Regions from separate parts of the Sus scrofa genome. Here region 2 is linked to region 1. Evidence: chromatin contacts called from public HiChIP or PLAC-seq data. All regions are on one chromosome and are shown on one strand. The core of a region is the stretch at or near the end of the contact, and the rest is flanking DNA. Distances in the headings are between cores, read along the strand shown.

Evidence for each region. HiChIP or PLAC-seq counts read pairs in DNA pulled down with a chosen protein or histone mark.
Region 2: an H3K27ac HiChIP or PLAC-seq map of skeletal muscle shows a contact between it and region 1. The contact joins the promoter of ZNRF1 here to the enhancer-like site in region 1. A contact is called at or near these places in 2 of 5 promoter capture datasets (fetal liver and liver), 7 of 47 Hi-C or Micro-C datasets (alveolar macrophages, embryonic fibroblasts, fetal skeletal muscle and 4 more) and 2 of 2 datasets of contacts at active chromatin or transcription factors (alveolar macrophages and skeletal muscle).

Annotation. Positions count from the first base shown.
Region 1 is chr6:12,570,037-12,572,798 of Sscrofa11.1, forward strand. It overlaps ZNRF1 (a long non-coding RNA gene), which reads right to left. Exons shown (of 5, transcript XR_002344499.1): 2 at 487-582. Among named protein-coding and RNA genes, the nearest start is that of ZFP1, 22 kb to the left of the region's middle. Within about 2 kb of position 1,410, at least 10 of the 83 cell types and tissues checked have an H3K27ac peak or open chromatin away from gene starts, as enhancers often do. A contact at or near this core is called in skeletal muscle, where this site is marked.
Region 2 is chr6:12,667,363-12,670,124 of Sscrofa11.1, forward strand. ZNRF1 (a long non-coding RNA gene) reads right to left here and starts at 1,445. Exons shown (of 5, transcript XR_002344499.1): 1 at 367-1,445.

The DNA of each region.
Region 1 (2,762 bases), core at 160-2,659:
ACACGCTTACTGCTGCACTTACTGCTCAGCTCCGAGGCAGCAAGCAGCAAAGCCTCGGTGCAGTGATGAGGTGGCAGGTGAGCGTTTTTAACCCCTACAGGGTGTCCACATGTTGCACTTGCTCTGCACTCTGCATACCACGGCAGACGCCCCTTCCCCACAGAGAGCTGGCGCTCCCTTTGAGCCCCCGGCCGTCAGCCGTGTGACCAAGGCCTGTCTCCCGACCAGAGGTGTGAGGAACGGAGCAGGCAGAAGAAAAGACCCGGCAGCCTGGGCCACCTAGACTTCCCGCCCCACCCCTGTGCCTTCCTCCCTGTTCCACCCCGACTTCTCCCCACCCCAGCACAGCAAGGCTCCCAAATAGCAGCTTGCTCACCACCGTGTAGGCACTCCTGCCGAAGGTGGGGTGGCAATGCTGGGCAGAGCCACTCGAGGGCGGGAAGACCCTGGCTCAGAGCGCCCCCCCGCCACTGGCCAAGCCCTTACCATTGTAGGAGAGGCGAGGTTTGCTCAGACACATTATAAAGTGCATTTCCATCTCATCGGAAGCCACAGACTTGGAGCAAATGGGGCACTTGAAACCTGAAAAAGAGGAAACAGAATGAAATGTTTTTTCCAAACCAAGCATATCGATAATGAATGTGGGAACTCTTAAATGACTATGGCTGCATGGATGTGGGGTCAGAGTCAACGTGGGGAATTACAATCAAGACAAACTCTACAGGAGTTCTTGCTGTAGCTCAGCAGTAATGAACTCAGCTAGTATCCATGAGAACGCTGGTTTAATCCCTGGCCCAGCTCAGTGGGTTAAGGATCCAGCATTGCTGTGAGCTGTGATGTAGGCTGCAGATGAAGCTTGGATCCTGCGTTGCCAGCGTCTGTCACAGGCCAGCAGCTGCAGCTCCAATTCAACCCCTAGCCTGGGAACTTCCATATGCCATGGGTGGAGCCCTAAAAAGACAAAGACAAAGACAAAAAAAAAAAAAAAAAGAAGATACACCCTACAACTGACTGTTCCTTCATTAAGGCAGGCAAAACTTTGTTTTTTATTGCAGCCTCCATCTCCCAATTTCTTACTGGGGTTCACCTCGCTGTGCCCCTAGCTGAAGTTTATCAGAAGCCACGGACAGCTGATTGTTTTCTTTTCAACCCCTTCTCGAGGGGATCCAGTGGGCTGAGGGATAGGCAGGCATCGACTGAATAACCTGTCTTTGACTACTGAAGAGTTTAACACCCTCTGCCTCACAGTCCTCAGCCCACGCGGCCAGAGCCCCTGCGAAGGAATCCCTCTAGTCATGGGCAACCACGTGCCTCGCCCGGCACCTTTCCTTCCTGCAGCTCCGCAGCTGTCCGTGGAGTGGAGTGGCGGGTGGCCCTCCAGAGCACTCCCAAATGCCACACATGCCTTGCCACATGCCACCAGGAGTAACAGCTGTTTCATAATGACAGGCCACAGACCCTGCAGTCCTGCTCCTGAGGAGGTCGAGGTTTACACCCAAGGACGTTCACGGGACGGTACAGTAGTGAAGATGTGGGTGGAGACTCTCTGAGTAGAACTCCTCTAAACAAACCTAGTTCTTTGATCTATTTTATTTATTTATTTGTTTGTTTGTTTAGCTTTTTAGGGCCACACCTGCGGCACAGGGAAGTTTCCAGGCTAGGAGTCAAATCAGAGCTGCAGCTGCCAGTCTACACCACAGTCACAGCAACGCAGGATCCGGGCTGAATCTTGTGACCTATACCACAGCTCATGGCAATGCCAGATCCTTAACCCACTAAGTGGGGACAGGAATCGAACCCTCGTCCTCATGGATAACAGTTAGATCCGTTGCCGCTGAGCAACAGTGGGAATTCCCTTTGATCTATTTTTAAAATAATTTTTATTTTTTTAAATTTTATTTTATTTTTTGCCTTTTTGCCTTTTCTATGGCCGATCCCGAGGCATATGGAGATTCCCAGGCTAGGGGTTGAATCGGAGCTGTAGCCACCGGCCTAAGCCAGAGCCACAGCAACGAGAGATGCAAGCCTCGTCTGCGACCTACACCACAGCTCATGGCAACGCTGGGTCCTTAACCCACTGAGCAAGGCCAGGAATCAAACCCACACCTCATGGTTCCTAGTCGGATTCGTTAACCACTGCGCCACGACGGGATCTCCTAAAATAATTTTAAAAAACCCTACTTTTATGAATACAGAAACACTATTTCCAATTTCCCCATTTTGCTTTTATTAAAAATTATTTTCAAATGGATTGTTTCTTTTCCATTCTGCTAAAAAGATCCAACACCACTGAAAAGTTATTCATTTCTCCACATCAAATTTTACACATCACAGCTTCTCCCTTTTGTGACCATAACCCCTGCTTCCTCAGCCTGGAATTCCTAGGTCAAATACAGCCCATCTAAATACCGCTGTCAGGGTTTGACTCTTCAGCTAATTTTCCGTCAGAACATCCTACGCGCAGTTTCCCTGGGTGCTGGTCACATCCACCAGCAACATCTACTGAGGCGTAAACGAGGTGAGGGGTCATGAGGCCAGAGTTCACGTTCGCCTTCAGCTGCTCCAGGAGAAGAGGCGGCCACACCTTCGCCAGCGTCCTTCCCAAAGGGCCCCGCTCACTCTGGTTGGAAAGCCCTCAACTGCGACAGCTGGTGATGCCGAGACAGGAAGCATGGCAGCCCCCTCGTTCCCACGCAGGGCACAAGCACTCTGCAGGAAGTCTTCTCCAACCCTCGTCTCTTCGGGGGTGGGGGGCAATGCTC
Region 2 (2,762 bases), core at 195-2,694, 97 kb after region 1:
TCTCTGTTCCAGGTAAGGCAAGCACAATGCAGCAGGAAAAGAAAGGAAGCACCCAGGCCGACTTGCTATAAAGCCAGACCAGACCTCTCTGAGGCTGAGGATGCCAATGAATGGGACTTGAATAAGCATCCACAAGTGAACCAACGCCTGAAGTCCTAATACGCCCAGCTCCGCAGCCTCTCAGGAAGCCTCTTTTCTATAGGGTAGGGATCCCATTCATCCCTTGGCTTCGGGAATCAAAGGGAAGACAGATTCAGGTCGCGCACTCCACCTCCAAATCCCCGCACGCGCGCGAAGGTGTGGGGCGCCCCGGCGCGCCCTCCCTTGAACTCCACCCTCCGAGGCCTCCACCACCCGCAGACTCACCACTGTGCGAGCTGAACCACCTGGGTGCGATGTGCAGAGGTAGAGCATCCGCCAGCGAGGCTCGGGAGCCCAGGTACAGCATCCCGTCTCTATGGTGACCGCCGCCCGTCTCCTGGTAACCATTGCCGTGGGCATAGGTGGAGTCGGACGCCGACCCTCCGCCGCCGGGCGCCCTCTCCGAGTCGCCGGTGCCCCGGGAGGCGGGGGTGTAGAGGCCAAAGGGCACCCCCCCGGCCGTGCTGGGGTCCATGCCCATGCCCGCCACCGAGCTGACCGAGCGGCTGCGCAGCCCCATGGCCCCGCCGCCTGCCCGGTAGTGCCCAAAGTGGGGCGCCCCTCCCGGCGGGGGCACGGCGCTGTCATCGGTGGAGACCCCAGGGAAGGGGCCCCGAGAACGAGCCGCCGTGCTCTGCTTGCCCCCCATGCTCGCCCGGGCCCCGGTGGGGCGGGAACCTGGAGGCCGAGACCCTCCCCCACTTCTCAGCAACCGGGGGAGGGTTGGGCGAGCATAAAGGGGGAGGGAGTCAAAAAGGAGACTGGGAGGTGGAAAAGGACAAAAAAAAAGAAAAAGAGAAAAGAAAACCCGCGGGGCGGAAGAGGCAGGCGGGCGGGGATCCCAAACTAAGAATTTAAACCGATCCAAGCCAAACGCATGTTTCCCCTCAAGGTCCAAAGAGGCGCAGTCCGCCGCGGGCTCGGCGCGCCACAGGCCGCCCCCGGGTTCCCGAAAGCCGGGGGAGCCGCAGGGAAGGAGGGAGGGAGGCGGCGGGCGAGCAGGCGGGCGGGCGCAGGGAGGCGCCGGAGGAGGCCGCCCGCCCGAAAGCAGGAGGCGGAGGAGGGCTGGGGGCGCCGGGCGCGTCCCCCGCCTCAGGACGCCGCGACCATGGACGGCGGCCCGGACCCCTCCAGGCCTCGGGAGGGCCGCGGCGCTGGGAGGCCAGACAGAGCTCGGGAAGCGGTGATAGCGTCGCGTCGCGCCCGCTCCAGCAGCCGCCGCCTTCCCGGCGAGCCGCGCCGCCCTGCTTGGTCCGGGACTGCGCTCTCCGGCGCTCCTCGCCGCCGTGGAGACAATGGAGGGCGGCAGAGCGCAGGCGCGGCCCGCGCCCCCTCCCCCCTCCCCCTCCCGCCGGGTTAACCCTTTCCCCGCCCCTGCGGCGCAAGGCCGCGGGCGCCCGAGAAGTCCCACCCACCCAATCCGCCCTGACCTGAGGGGCCTGAGCCATGGGGCGTCGGGACCAAAAGCTAGGCGTCTTTTCAAAGCAAGCACTCTTTAAGCCCCCGAAAGTAGCCGCTTACTGGGAAAGGAGGGAACCTACCTGGGGGGCGAGGGGCGGCCATGGTTCCAGGGGTGGGAAGGAAACCCAAGGAAGAAAAAAAATTACTCGAGACGCCTACCTGGCTCTGAGGGTCAGCGGTCAAGCTCCCCACCCGGCGCAAATTTGCCCCCACAGCACCCTCTGGTGGACATGCTATGCGTTCTATCTGAGGTTCCTCATCCAAGAACCCCTAAAAATCAGGAAACTTAGGAGTTCCCGCTGTGGCGCAGTGGTTAACGAATCCGACTAAGAACTATGAGGTTGCGGCTTCGATTCCTGGCCTTGCTCAGTGGGTTAGGGATCTGGCATTGCCGTGAGCTGTGGTGTAGGTCGCAGACGCGGCTCGGATCCTGTATTGCTGTGGTTCTGCGTAGGCCGGTGGCTACAGCTCCGATTTCACCCCTAGTCTGGCAATCTCCATGTGCCGCGGGAGCGGCCCTAGAGAAGGCAAAAAAAAAAAAAAAAAAAAAAAAAAAAAAAATCAGGAAACTTAGCATTTGGGGAATTCTTAGTTGTTGGGGGTAAATGGAGCACCGGGGCCCTTGTGACTCCAGTTTTTGCTGACAGTAGATCAGAACTTTCTATTTTGTCCTTAATCAAATGGATAGATTCCTTAGCTAAAATGTGATTCTGATGATCATTAGATGTATGATAAAAAGTGAAAAGATATGGACATGAGATGGAATAATACAGCTAGAACTAGTGATTTTAGAAACACTCTAGTTCACGGTGGGACCCCTGTTTTGTTCACCATTTATCTTGGCATGCACCACAGGGTCTATCACAGAGCCGGTACTCAATAAAGATTTGCTGACCAAGTCTGAATTTTGCAATCTCTCTTATTCTCACTAACATTCATTCATTCATTCATTCAGCACCTTTTCTTTTCTTTTCTTTTTTGGCCACGGGTGGCGTGTGGAGTTCCTGGACCAGGGATTGAATCTGAGCCAGAGTTGCAATCTATGCCACAGCTACAGTAATGTTGGATCCTTAACCCATTGCTGGGGGCAGGGGCTTGAATCCACACACCCCACACACATAGCTGCAAAGCCGCCAGTGCAGCCATGGATCCTGTTTGCG